3 separate regions of the Zea mays genome follow, and regions 1 and 2 are each linked to region 3. A link is a contact called in public Hi-C data. All regions are on one chromosome and are shown on one strand. Each heading gives the region's core, a stretch centred on a gene start, on an enhancer-like site or on the middle of the called end of the contact. The rest is flanking DNA. Distances are from core to core; before and after follow the strand shown.

Region 1 (4,427 bases), core at 983-3,482, 130 kb after region 3:
TAATAAAGATGTAAATTTATTTTTCGATTGTAGTATTACTAAGTTCTTTCATTGTTGTTCAACTTTGCAGCAACCACCTATGAATGACCTCTGCATTGAAGACATTTTCTAACCATAGAGCCTATGCATAGAGCATATTTTTTGTCTTGCCGTATTTTAAACTAAATGTATTATTGTTCTACCTTTTGGAGATAGAAATACAAGCACGCAGTTAGTTTCAATTAAATTTAACTACTATACTTGCTTCTGGAATGAAATAATTTGATCCCAGTTTTGTTTGTTGGCCTTGTTTATCTATGCACGAATGACAAACTGTGATAAATACGGCAAATCTGTTGCCAGCCATTGGATTGCTTCAACGATGGAGTAGCTGACTGCGTGTTCCTACCTTCACAGGGCGAAGACAGACGATCCCAATCCGCCTGGAATGCTGGATAGAAGAAAGCAGAATTCCAAATCAAATGTAAGGCGGATCGAAAGAAGCGAGCAGAATTCTCAAATCATCAGCACAAAAAGTCAATAAGAAGCAATCAAATTACATTTGATTAAATTAGATAATTAAACTACATATGCAACAATATGAATGGGTTCATATTACAGTGGCAGCTGTTGCCGAGAGCAACAGGCACATCGCATATAGCAAGATCAAAAGCAGCCGTGGGGGTAGACGGGCAGATCAACCCAATCGAACACAGCAATGCACAACTTTGACACCACCAATCAATCGCCTGATCCACCCCATCGTTCGCGGACGATTCACGAGCAGATCGGGCAGCGGACGAGGCCGTTCTCGTTGCACTCGCCGCACTTGACCGTCTCCTTGCGGTCGGCGTCGAGCACCTTGCGGCTGCCGTTGCAGTCGCGGCACATGACGAAGCGCACCCCGGCGCAGCCCGCGCACCACACCCGCGCCCGGGGCAGGCCCTCCAGCAGCGGCTTCAGCTTGCCTTCCTCCTCCAGCTTGGCCACCTCGGCGGCGCCGCCGACGTGCCTGCCCCGCACGAACACGGCGGGCACGCGCACCTCCCGGCCGCCCAGCAGCAGGCGAAGCTCCTCGCGGTAGCCCGAGTCCATGGACACGTCCCGCTCGATCAGCTTCACGTCGTGGACCTCCATGGCCGCGCGCACGGCGTTGCACTCCTCGAAGGTCCTGCGGATGCCGCGGAGTGTGGTGGTGTAGAGGACGACGGCGTCAGCGCCCCCAGGCGGACACTTCCCCTCTGCCACGATCGCCGGCGGCGCCGCCTTCGGGTGCTTGGGCTTCTCCGACCCTACCATCCGCTTGACGTGGGCGCCTTCCTCCGAGAGCTCGCGCTCGATGGACGCCAGCAGCTCCGGGTCGAACAGCGGGCTCAGGCTGCGCCGCGACGACGACATGCCGCCACCGCCGCCGCCGGTGGTCTCGGCGGCGGCGGCGCTGGGCTTGCGGACGATCCGCGCGCTGCCCGGGGAGAACCTCTTGGACGCCATCGACAGCTTGGAGTTGTCGATCGAATTGTACGGGCGGAGGACCCTGTCGGTGTCGACGTCGCCTGGCTTGTCCTTGTCCCTGCCCCTGCTGCTGGTATTTCCCGAGCAACGCTGGAGCGGGCTGTTCTCCTTCCCCGGCGTGTTCTTCCGCCTCGTCGCCGACCTCTTGGGCGACGGCAGGGCCATGGCGATGACCCTGGCCGGCGACCACCGGCCCGGCTTGGACGGCTTCTTCGCCGGCGACCCGGCGGCGTAGGACTCCTCGAGCCCGGCCATGATCTCCCACGCGTTGATGACCTCCAGGCCGGACTCCGGCTTCCCCGCCGGCTTCTTGTCGGCGCTCGGGACCGCAATTGGCGGCGGACGCATGCTGGCACGCTTCCACTCCTTGCTTATCGGCTTGTCCTGAGGCGGCGGCGGCGGCGGCTGCTGCTGCTGCTCATTCTCCGCCTCTTCGTCAGCAGCGGCAGATGCGGGGAGGACGGCTCCTCCGTGCTTGGGGTGGAGGTCGAGGACGCCGTAGGTGGTGGAGGTGAGGGAGACGACGTGTTCGACACGGCCGCGCACCGTGGCGCGCCTGCCGTCGCCGCCTGGCCCCGGCGGGAGGAGCTTCGAGGAGATGCACCCCATCGACTGGCTCGCTACGACGCGTGCCTCTCGGCTCTCGGTCTGCTCTCCTCTCTTCTAACCGCCGCGGCCTTCGCGGCTTTGGCTTTCGCTTTCTCGACCGGTGTGGCCGTGTGGTGCAGACTGTGCAGTGGTGTGGTGCTACGCTTGACTGGCTTCAGGGAGTGGCCGTTTTGAGGGGTTTGAACCGCGCAACGGTCATGGAAGGGGCGGGGGCTGCTGGAGATGTCGGTTTCTTTTTTTCCTTAATAATTTTTCTCGTGCTGGTGTGGTGGTGGGAGATGCCGATGCGAGGGTTCATTCCAACGGTCGGCTTTGGCAGAACGGTGGGTGCGGGACGCAGAGGGAGGCGCAGAAACCAAAGAAAAGTGGCGCTGACGCGTCAGCGTCAGGCTGATCCGTTGGAGTACTATATGGGCTTGTTGTTCCTTGTTTGGGCCTTTAAAATCTCGCGTGCGAGACCAAAAGGTTCCGACTTTTTTTTTAACCAACCTTTTTTTCTCAGTTTTTAATCACAGTTTGTCATTTGTCAAGCCCAAGCTTTTTTCAACTTTTCAGGTCGGCTCTACCATCTTGAGAACTGATATCCAAATTGCTAGTAGCTACTCGAATGACAAAGGAAACAGGACCGGAGTCCAATGTCGATACACATGGCACGAGATGGAGCTTACAAACAAACAGAAAAAAAGTGACACATGCACACACACCACAGCCACAGGACTCCAACACTAGAACGGTCAGGAGCAGGTCCGAGGAGTTTCCCTGGCGCTGCATCGGCAACCGTTGTCCGTGGACGTCGTACAAGTCTGCCGCCGTGCCCGTGTGCCTCACGAAGCACGGGGAGGACATTCAAACCGTCTCCCGCGCCATGGTCTCTGGCCAACGCCGCGAAGCGAGGCGCTTCACGTCTCCAAGCCCCGCCACCGGCCGCGGTGGCGACGTCACGGCGACGCACTGCCGCCGATGAGGCTCCAGAGCCGTGGCCTTCGGATTTGGTTCGCTAGCGCGGCACAGGTGGCGGCCTTCACGACCATCGCCGCTGCAACATAGGCCAAGAAGCGCGGCCCCCAGGCTCGCCCAGCACCCGCCGGCGCCGCTCTCTTCCCCTTCCTCTCCCCCCTCTCGCCGCGCCGCGGCAGATCTCTCCGACAGTACGGCCCCGAAGCAGGACACCTTCGGGGACACGGGCTCCGGCCCCACGGCCTCGCTCGCGAAGACCCTGGCCCCTGCCGCCGGCCGGCGCCACGCGCGGGCGACGACGGCGCGGCCGGGAGCGCGACGCTCCTTGGCAACCGCCACCTTGACCTTGCTCGCCGGCAGGACGCCGATGACCACGGCGGTCTTGCTGCTGGCCGCCGCCGTCGTGGCCGGCAACAACCTCCTCGAGTCCGCGCTCGGCGCGCCCTTGCGCGCCGCCGCCTCGGCGGCCGCCTTGGGGTTGGAGCTGCCCTTGGTGGACGCGTCCCGCCGCAGCGCCGCGCCAAACAGATGGCCCAAGCCGACGCCGTCCGGAACCCGGAGCAGGACCGACTCCGCTGGCGCGCCCGCGTCGTCGGCACGAGGGCTGGCGCTACCAGCACCACCGCGGGCGCATAGTTGGACGGCACCGGCGTCAGGGAGCACGGTGGCCGTCTCGCACTCGCACGCCGCCTTGGACATGGACTCCGCGAAGCCGAAGCTGCGGGCACCGACGCAGAAGAGGTGGTCCTGCGGCGATCTGGGCTGCTCACGAAGTCACGACTCACGAGCGAGTACGAGTGACTGACAAGCGAGGAGCAGACTGATCTGGTCTTAAAAGGCCACGACGCGCCAAAGGTGCAGCAGCGACTTCGAAAATGTCATAAGGTGGCCGCTGCCAAAGTACCCGTTGCGAATGGCGAGGGTGGTTGAGTGCAAACTGAGTCCGGGTTATAAGGTGGTTTTGGAGGCTAATGATGGGTTTGTGTTGCTTTGGCTCTGTCCAACATGGACATGGCTGTGTGTCAACAAAATAAAACTGTGTCATTTCTGTCGTTACCATTTGACATTTGCATTTTGGGTCCAACCTACCAAATGTATCGCTTCTACAAAAAGATGATCTAGCTCTATGAAATATATCTATTTTCTAGAGCTGGTGATTTGTACTAGGTCTGTTTAGCACAGTGTCATTGCCGAATCAAGGTCTAAAATTCAGCAGAGAGCGTTGAAAAAGTAAATCTAGATCTAAATTTCAGCCGAGAGCAAGTCTACTAGTGAATCTGAGATCCATTATGAATCTGTTTGGCTTATGCACCAGCTCTAAATCCACACAATGACAATTTGATTGAAATTGCCTTATCATCTATCAGTGG
Region 2 (4,677 bases), core at 929-3,428, 190 kb before region 3:
AAAAGTTAGTTGAGCTCGAGCTAATACCAATGTTATTAAGAGGATCCAAATAGAGCTTAAGGCCCTATTTGGTCAGTTGCGCACATTGTCTCGCCGCATGTTAGTCATGCTATACCCCGTTTAGATGTAGATGTTGTAGCATAGAATTAAAAATTAAAATCAGTTTTCCTAAATTCTATTGTTTGGTTCCGCGTGGAATTGTGATTTGGAATCAGAGACCCAATTCTCTGGAATTGTAAAACCCTCTCTCCTAATACAAAGCCTCACCCCTCAGTATTGTTATTGTGTGGAATTAGAACGCCTAATTTCAAACTCAAATTCAATGACATCCAAACAATAGAATTGGAATTACATCTCATTTCAATACCATGCCTGATTTGGTATTCAACCCAATTCAAGTCCATCCTCTCCCATATCGACATCCAAACAGAGCACTATAGTTTTTAGACAATTAATTCATTCACAATCATGGCAATGACTATTGCACAAGTCTTAGGTACAAGCGTGTAAACGAGTTTTTTGGATTTTTAGATCATGATTCAACCATAGATTAAATGTTAAGGCAATCTCCAGCAGATCCCTTATCTCATCCCCTATTTCAAACTTCACTCTTCAAACAGTATCATCTGCCGTTCCGCGTCTTCTATTTTACACGATCCACCGAAAACAGCCTAAATATACAACTGCTATTGAATCACGATCTAAAAGTCCAGGTGGTATGCTTGCATGTAAGCCTTACTTGCACAACCGTCGTTGTCATATTTATTTAAGCCTCTTATCTAGGAGGAGTCCCACAGTTGTGTATCTATCTGATCTCTAGAGATTTCTACCTAGCATCAAGCATGGTCACTAAAGGAAACTTAATAACTTCTAAGAGCCTGCACTCTTAGAAGTTTGTTAAAAACATTCGGAAGTTAAACTTCGTCTCGAAAGTTAGGTGATATCGTCAGAAGTTAGCCTCTCAGAATAATACGACTGGAAATGACTCATGGACGGGTGCATGGACGGTCGTAGACGCGAGGGCAGTACGGGGCCATGCTCGGGCATAGGGGAGTTGCAACAGCGTGCACTACGTCGTGGGAGTGGCACAGTGACGGCGCTGTTATCGCAACAGGGTGGAGCTACAACAGCGAGGCGGGCATGATGGGGTGCAGATCATGGGGGTGGCGCGACGGCATGGGAGGTGGCAACAGGAGGCTACAGTGGTGGCGGTAGGCACAAAAAGCCGGGGGCGTGGCCGTCGAATAGCTGGGCTCCGTCTTCGCCCGTTAGGTCATAATAGCTAACTTCAGAAAGTTAGCGATGGTCATCGGAAGTTAGAGAGTAATGGAAGTTACTTAACTTGCGAGAGCTATAATAACCCGTCAGAAGTTAACATGTTGTTGAAAGTTTATGGTTTTGATGTAGTAGATATGATTTTTGTATCCGCTTTTGTTAGAATAACTAGAATATCATGAATATACTATATGTTTTGAAATAGTATGATAATTTATACCTCCTCCATTCCAATTTATAATTTGTTTGACTTTTGTATCCAAATTTGATCGACTTGTCTTATTCAAGAAAGTTATAATTATTGTTAGTTCTTACTATGATATCGTCTACTCTACAATATACTTTAAGTATGGCTTTCAATTTTTCATTTTTTTGCAAATTTTTTTAATAAGACGAGTAGACCAAACTTGGCACAAAAATTAAACGAATTATAAATTGGGACAGAGTGAGTATAAGTTAGTATTAAAGAGCGAGTGACAGAGACAACTTTAAAAACTTGAGAAAACTAAAAATATTAAATTCAAAAAGTAATCATAAGAACTAATTCATGAGTAATTTACAAATATGCTAATTATGTCTAACAAAATGTAGACTCATCTTTTGAGTTTTTATGCTCTACAGCCATCATGTTATAGTAGTATTGTTGAGTATTTTGAATTATTTTCGCTTAATGTAATACACCATTAAATATTGAACAATTAATCTAAAATCATGTTGCACAGTTTACTCTTTTTTTATATTACATAGAAGGCTTTTTAACTGATGTAGAATATGGAAGTAATAATGTGAGGAGTAATAATGTGAGGCCTTAGCTCTCTAAGCCCAGCGGCCCATGCACTACAGTGGTTCTAGGTCTCGTGTGTGTCCCTATGCGGATGAAGGTCTGGGCCAACCCAGCACCCATGCTGCACTGCACCCCTGCCATGTCCCGTGCCACCACAAGATGGCCCGACCAGTAAGGCTGGCACTAGCGCACCTACCCGCGACAGCCTCCCATTTAGAAAAACTAGGTCGTGGTCCAAATTTCAGTTGAGAGGCCACGCTGCCAATAAAAAGGGCCCGCTCAAACATTTCTGTGGGCTCTTGGAAGTTCCGAGCCAGCAACTCGCACGTCTATATAGAAGCTCTTGGCCTGAAATTTCATAAGGGTCTTACAAATTTTGTCCTAAAGAGTAGCAAGCCATCGACGACAATCGTTTTCCACCTTTACTCTATGGTTTTTGCCATCGATTTTAACACTTTTTAGTGCTACCTCAACTAGAAGTGCTAAAGCAAATTAAGCACTAGATAAATCTTTTTGCAAATAATTTTAACGACCTTTCTCATGCACCTCACCACATCAATAAGTGCTTATGCGTATGCAAAAATAAATATACACTTAGTGAAACTAGATAACCATTACAACTAAGAGATTTCCCCTCTTTATAGTGCATCTATCTATTCTAAACGAAGTTAATTATTTCTCTACACAGCCTTTGACGGGTGAAATAATATTCCTACAAGCATGTCTTTCCTTTGCGCGTTCCATTCTATCTCCATGTTGCTGAAGCCACACAAGTCTTCGACCTCCATCAACAGATGATGAACAATGATCATCCATAGGTGTAGCCAATGACTCTACCTTTGATCATTGCCCATAACATGAAGTTTCTTCATCATCCACCCAAAAATGGTATGATCCACTTTATATCATCACATGATCTTATTGTTTCATGAATCAAAACTTCGTGTGCTCTTCACCGTTGCATTTGGTCCATCAGCTCCAAGTCCTTGCTCTAGCTTCACCTCCACATAGTCCATCACACCTAAGTCTCCAACTTGCCCTTTATACTAGCAATTGGTCTATGGTAGCGAAGCCATCTCTCTTGATTTTCTTCACCAAGCCATATGACATCATGTCATATCTTATATGTATTAAGCTCCTATAATCAACATTGTTTGAGCATTGTAACATCGGCGCCAAGTCCTTGTTGTATATTTATCGCCACACGGTTTCACATTCTAGCCTCCACTTGCGGTTCACTATAGCAACATGTTTGTCACAGCCAAGCCATGTATTTTGATCTTCTTCACCTTGCCACATATGATCATGTCATGTCTCATTTGAAATAAACTCCTTCAATGAACAATAGTTTAAGCATTGCAACATAACCAAGCCACATCACTACCATGACTCATATTGCTCACACTAGTGTACGTGTGAACTAATCAACTAAATACCTACGCACCTCAACTCAAACATATATTAGCCTATATAGGTTGTCACTTAATTACCAAAACCAAACTAGGACTTCACCCACCTTCCCTGCCAACTAATTGATTATGATTTCTGTTTTGTACATGGGAGGGACCTTATGGATCTGAATCCAAACTTGCACCTTGCTAGGAATCGCCATCGATGTTGTCATCCCACCATCGAACTTTTCCAACATTTATACATTCCCCTGAAAGATCTAGGGTCTTTCCTAAACAATGGTCTTCAAATCTCGCAAGCATAATGCATGGATCAGAAAACAAGTTTTTCCCTATCGGTCAGAAAGAGATGTGTCATGCGGCCATGTTGTACTCCATGTTGCCATCATGGTTGAAATCAGGAACTGTTCGTTGAACCGCTTTGTCGTTAGTAGCGATGCCACCACCATTCACTTCACTCTAATAGATTGTTCGTGTTTTCATTTGCCAAGATGACACCCTTCCTCTCTATGTCGCTTGAACAACTTCCTTGTGAATCATTCTTAAAAATCCGAATTATATAACAAATCTTATATTTAACATAGAATTTGGTGTTAATTTTTAGTCATGTTACTAAGAATATTATGAAGTACAAGAATAAAGTTTTTGTATAATTTTTTACGTGCATTATTTTCTACCTGCATTAAAAAGGTGGAAAAACACCTGAATCATTATTCGAATTTTATATCAATTGTTTAAAAAAATATAGAACGAAATTGAGGTTTACTTTTTTCGAATATTAATAGGCTCAATACTAAAAACAAGAATATAAATTTATATAGCAAATTATATATGCTATTTGTTCATAATTAAAGAAAGAAGACCTAGTTGTCACACTAGCCAAGCCGATTCTTGTGCTGGGCCCTTTTTCTACCCGTAAAAGGCACACTTCGTACATTTTCTCTATTATTGGGCTGGGAGATCAATGTCATTGTCCATTCCTATTTTTTTTCTCGGGGCAAAGTTTTTTGATTATCCTATCAACTTCCGCTATGGTTCAATTTCCCCCCTTACATGCATAAAAATGGACATTTACCTCTTTAAACTAACTTCTAAAATAATTTGGTTTTCCAAACTCTAGATAGTTTTGAACGGTGTTTTTTGTATGATGTGGCATTACGTCAGCCGTGATGGAGGTAAATCAGCATTGTTGATAGTACAAACTACAAA
Region 3 (4,657 bases), core at 1,580-4,079:
AGTCCTATGATTTAGAGAGAGCCGGTAGCGGTAGCCCATCAGGCGAAGACGTTGGTGACGTGTATAGATGTCCAAACGGGCGGCACGGCCCGGCCCAGCCCGAGCCCGTTTGAGCCCGACCCGTTTGAGCCCAAACTGATAACCGGGTCGGGCCGTGGTACCCGATGGGCTGCCTATGCCGTCCGAGCATGGCACTAAACAGGCCCATCCTTGCCGGGCTGGCCCAGAAAGCACGGCCCATGAAGGAGCCTGGCCCAGCCCGAGCACGGCAAGTAACACAGTTGCAAATTCACACAGTTCACATTTGCACATGCACATAAATTCACATAGTTTACATTTGCACATCCACATAATGACATAAATCACACAGACACACAGTTGAGTATATACATATTCACACTTGCACATGCACAAAACATAAATATAAAGATAAGTAATATAAGGGATTATAGTTGTTCGTGCAATGGCTGCCTCATTAAAAACCTTTCTAGGTAAAAACTCACTCCTCGTGAGAAAACCCTAGAAAGGAAAAAAAGAGTACAACCCAACTCTGATTTAATAGTTCATGTCAAGGTTGTTCAGTTACATATTACAGCTTACATCACCAGATTTCCAAATCAAAAGAATAGAGTAGGAACTAGGAAGATAAAAGTCCTAAGGGTCATCAAGATAAAGTCCTTCAAATGCATCTTCAAGTTCTTGGTCCTGTGTACAGTGCTACCCTCTAGCTTCACCAAGTTCCCAGTCTTTCATGCAAAGAAGCATCTCTACCATTTCTGGTGCTAGGCGCCTTCGTTGTTCCTCGATTATCCTGCCATAGAGACTAAATGCAGATTCTGAAGATATAGTTGAAACAGGAACAGAAATAACATCCCTAGCTAAGATGGAGAGAACATGATAGGACAACTTATGTTCATGCCACCAGTTTAGGATATTGAAGTCCTCATCAAACTTCTGTAAAGTGTCACTATCTAGGTAGGAGGACAATTCTGTGTCAAGTGAACTAAGGCCAGCACTAGAGTGTGCTTGTTGAAGCAAAGCAGATGCTGATGTTCCACTACCAAGGTTAGGTGTGGTAGAACTAGGATAAGTGAACTCAGATGTACAATCAGATGCATAAATAAATCCCCAGTTTTGTTTTCTTTTACCTGTGATAGTTGGAGGAGGATGAGGCACTTGATGCCTAACTGCACCAAACTTTAGATCATATTTATTAAACATTGTAGACAGTTCACTTTTCACATAGGTATAGTAAAGTGAGTAGTCACTACCAGATAACCTAGATAATAATCTCAAGATATTGCTGAAACCCATTAGTAACAACTCAGTGATTCACAGATGGACAGTGAAACAACTCAGATTAAAAGAATCACATATCAGATTAATAGACTGAGTTAGAAAGAATCACAAATCAGATTAATAATTTGAATCAACTGGACAAATTAATAGTTTGAAACAATCACAGATGGACACATTGAATTTTAAAGAATCTAGTAACAGCTCAGTGATTCACAGATGGACAGTGAAACAACTCAGATTAAAAGAATCACATATTAGATTAATAGACTGAGTTAGAAAGAATCACATATCAAATTAATAATTTGAATCAACTGGACAGATTAATAGTTTGAAACAATCACATATGGACAGATTGAATTTAAAAGCATCTAGTAACAGCTCAGTGATTCACAGATGGACAGTGAAACATCTCAGTGATTCACAGGTGGACAGTGATCCACTAAATATTCACTAAAGTATCGAACTGGAATCCATGGTCATGCAAGTAATGTGAAATCCAATAACAGGTGGATAGTGATTCAGCTCAGATTAAAATGAAGATCTAGATCACAGTTCACAGGTGGACAGTGATTCACTAAAAATTCACTAAATCCTATCTCATAAACCTGAGCTCTGGAGGAGGGAGCACCGGATGCGCCGCGCTGGTAGGAGGGAGCAGGGAGGTGGGAGCACAGGAGCTCTCGAGGAGGGAGCACCGGATGCGCCGCGCCGGTAGGAGGGACCAGGGAGGTGGGACTTGGGAGCACCGGAGCTCTAGAGGAGGGAGCACCGGATGCGCCGCGCCGGTAGGAGGGAGCAGGGAGGTGGGAGCACCGAGCACCGTAGCTATGGAGGAGGGAGTACCGGAGTGCGCCGCGCCGGGAGGAGGGAGCAGGGAGGGAGCACCGGACTGCGCCTGGGACGGAGTGCGCTCGGGACATACTGCGTCGGGAGGAGGGGCCAGAGAGCACCAGAGTTCTCGAGGAGGGACCGAGGGAGCACCGGAGTTCTCGAGGAGGGACCGAGGCAGCCGCGCGCCCGCGCACCGTACCGAGAGCCCCGGACGCGCACGGGACCAAGAGCACCGGAGGAGCAATGGAGGGAACCAAGCACGGAGAGGAAGCCGCCGCCGCGCATGGAGAGGAACACCGCCGAGAGAGACCGAGAGCCGGATCTGGGAGTCGCCGCACGGAGAGGAGAGGACGCAGGAGTGAGAGAGCGTTAGGGTTAGGGTTACACGACGTCTTCGCTCGGACTAAATAACACGAGGCTTGCTACGGTCTGCGGATGCGGGATGCCCTATTTGGGCCGTTGGGAATGGGAGGAGGCAGGCATCCCAATATTTTTCTGGTAGAGTGCTGTGTGAACGAGCCGGTTTACAGGCCCGGCTGATAACGGGCTATGCCCGGGCCAGCCCAACGGGCTTAAATTCCTGTCGAGCCCGACACGCTCTACGGGCCAGGCTAAGCCCAGGCCCGCTTCAACCCATGCCGTGTCGGGCTCGTGTCGTGCTAAAAAACCGTGCTCCGTGCCGGGCTAACGGGTCACGTGAGTGACGTGGCACGCAAGCAGTTCAGCTTTCGGTTCTCCTGCCGGCGGCGCCGCGTCTTTTCCCGCACCTTCGCATCGTATGCCACTTCAGACGCCATGGCCGTGGCTCCGCCTCTCTCAACCCACGTCTCCCGAACTCTAACCTCAAACCTGCACCTCTGGCCGCGGACCCACGGTGGCGTGGCTCATGCGCGGACGCGGGCTCTGATCCCGACACCGGCTGCGGCGTGCGCCTTCCGTTTCAGTTTCCGTGTTCGCGCCACCGCCAGTGGCTCGAAGCTGCCGCCTTATCCTCTACCCGATGTCTTCCCCTACATTACCGCCGAGTGGGAGGCCGTCGCGAAGGGTTGGGCGTGCGCCGCCGTCGCCGTATACTGCCTCTCCCGCGCAGTGCCCGCCGCGGGGCGCCTGCCGCGCGCGCTCGCCGGCGGCGGCGGGGGAGGGGGCGCGGCTGTTGTGGTGGCAGCCAGGGGCGGGGTCGCCCTCGCTGCGTTTGCATCGGCGCGTGCCGCCGCTACATACGCGCAGCAGGCGTTTCTCTGGGAGGCGGCGCTGCAGGCGGCGGGGCGGCTGCGGGAGCGCGCCTTCGAGCGCCTCCTAGAGCGCGATCTCGAGTTCTTCGAGGGTAGGGGAGGGGTGGCTGCGGGCGACATCGCGCACAGGATCACCGACGAGGCGGACGATGTCGCGGATGCCTTGTTCTCCGTGCTCAACGTGAGGTTCCTGGAGACTTGCATTCGTCCTTATTTTATCTGTTGCCGATCGACTCGCAGTCGCTTCAGTGAGTAACAAACCTTTGTAGATTAGATGTGCAGGTTGCTGTGTTTGTTAGTTTTATGGAATGTAGGTTTGCTGTTCGTGGAAATGCCTGCATAACTGTTAGTTTAATTGTTGAATTGGTAGTCTTAAAATTCAAAATTTGAACTTTCTGAATTTGAGCTTTTCCTTCACATCTTATGCTAGCACTAGTAAGCATCTGTATACCGGTTAAATTTCACCAAATTTGATTGCACTTTCTGATCTTCAAATATGTTGGTTACTTCATCAATCATGGAGGCAAAAACCTCCAACATAACGCAACACATTATGGCTGCTGTAATAGTTACAGTCCAAGTGTCCAACTCCACGCCAATTGTGCCAATGCATGGTACTCTGCACATATATGGATTCTGACTACTAATTTGACACAGACGATTGTGCCAACAAGCTTGCAGTTGATAACGATGGCCATTCAGATGGTGACAATCAATCCCATGCTCTCATTGCTTGCAGCAACGGAAGCCATGTCCACAGTTCATATTGTTGTTTCATAATCACATCTATTTGCATTGTTTAATTTCCATTGTATAAACAGGTCATTCCATGCATGTGCTTCGCCATAGTCAATCTTGGTAAAAGGCTTCGTCAAATATCCAAGGAGGCACATCTTAGCCTCGCCATGCTCGCATCATATCTCAACGATGTCTGGTTTAGTCATAATTAATTGTTTGCTTGTATATGAAAAATAATCAACAGCTGTGCAAGGACTTCTATTTACAACTTTACGCATTTCCTTTATAGGTACTTCCATCTATGCTGACTGTGAAGGCAAACAATGGGGAACTTAAGGAGATCATGAGATTCCAAAAGTTAGCTCGTGCTGATCTAAAGAATAATTTGAGTAAGAAGAAAATGAAGGCTCTCATACCTCAAGCGGTTCGAGCAACATACATTGGGGGCCTGCTTGTGCTCTGTGCTGGGTCGATAGTTGTTTCAGGCTCATCCTTTGATGCTGAAGAGTTTCTGTCTTTCCTAACAGCACTTGCTCTTGTTGTGGAGCCTATTCAGG

What was found. A called contact is a pair of places that touch in the nucleus more often than the background predicts.
Region 1: a Hi-C map of tassel shows a contact between it and region 3, with 2.6 times the contacts expected there. The contact joins the promoter of LOC100216614 here to the promoter of LOC103646496 in region 3. A contact is called at or near these places in 4 of 25 Hi-C or Micro-C datasets (ear, endosperm, leaf and 1 more) and 1 of 3 datasets of contacts at active chromatin or transcription factors (leaf).
Region 2: a contact with region 3 is called in a Hi-C map of leaf, with 2.9 times the contacts expected there. The contact joins the enhancer-like site here to the promoter of LOC103646496 in region 3. A contact is called at or near these places in 5 of 25 Hi-C or Micro-C datasets (ear, leaf and tassel).

The regions. Positions count from the first base shown.
Region 1 is chr2:58,991,970-58,996,396 of Zm-B73-REFERENCE-NAM-5.0, forward strand. LOC100216614 (Glutaredoxin family protein) reads right to left here and starts at 2,233. Exons shown (of 1, transcript NM_001143027.1): 1 at 495-2,233. The coding sequence starts at 2,100. The coding sequence ends at 757. LOC103646497 reads right to left here and starts at 3,862. Exons shown (of 1, transcript NM_001352344.1): 1 at 2,709-3,862. The coding sequence starts at 3,756. The coding sequence ends at 2,947.
Region 2 is chr2:58,672,108-58,676,784 of Zm-B73-REFERENCE-NAM-5.0, forward strand. No RefSeq gene overlaps it. Among protein-coding and RNA genes, the nearest start is that of LOC109944191, 48 kb to the right of the region's middle. Within about 2 kb of position 2,179, at least 17 of the 20 cell types and tissues checked have an H3K27ac peak or open chromatin away from gene starts, as enhancers often do. A contact at or near this core is called in ear, leaf and tassel, where this site is marked.
Region 3 is chr2:58,859,825-58,864,481 of Zm-B73-REFERENCE-NAM-5.0, forward strand. It overlaps LOC103646496 (ABC transporter B family member 29, chloroplastic), which reads left to right and starts at 2,830. Exons shown (of 9, transcript XM_008671225.2): 1 at 2,830-3,543; 2 at 4,184-4,291; 3 at 4,390-4,656. The coding sequence starts at 2,926.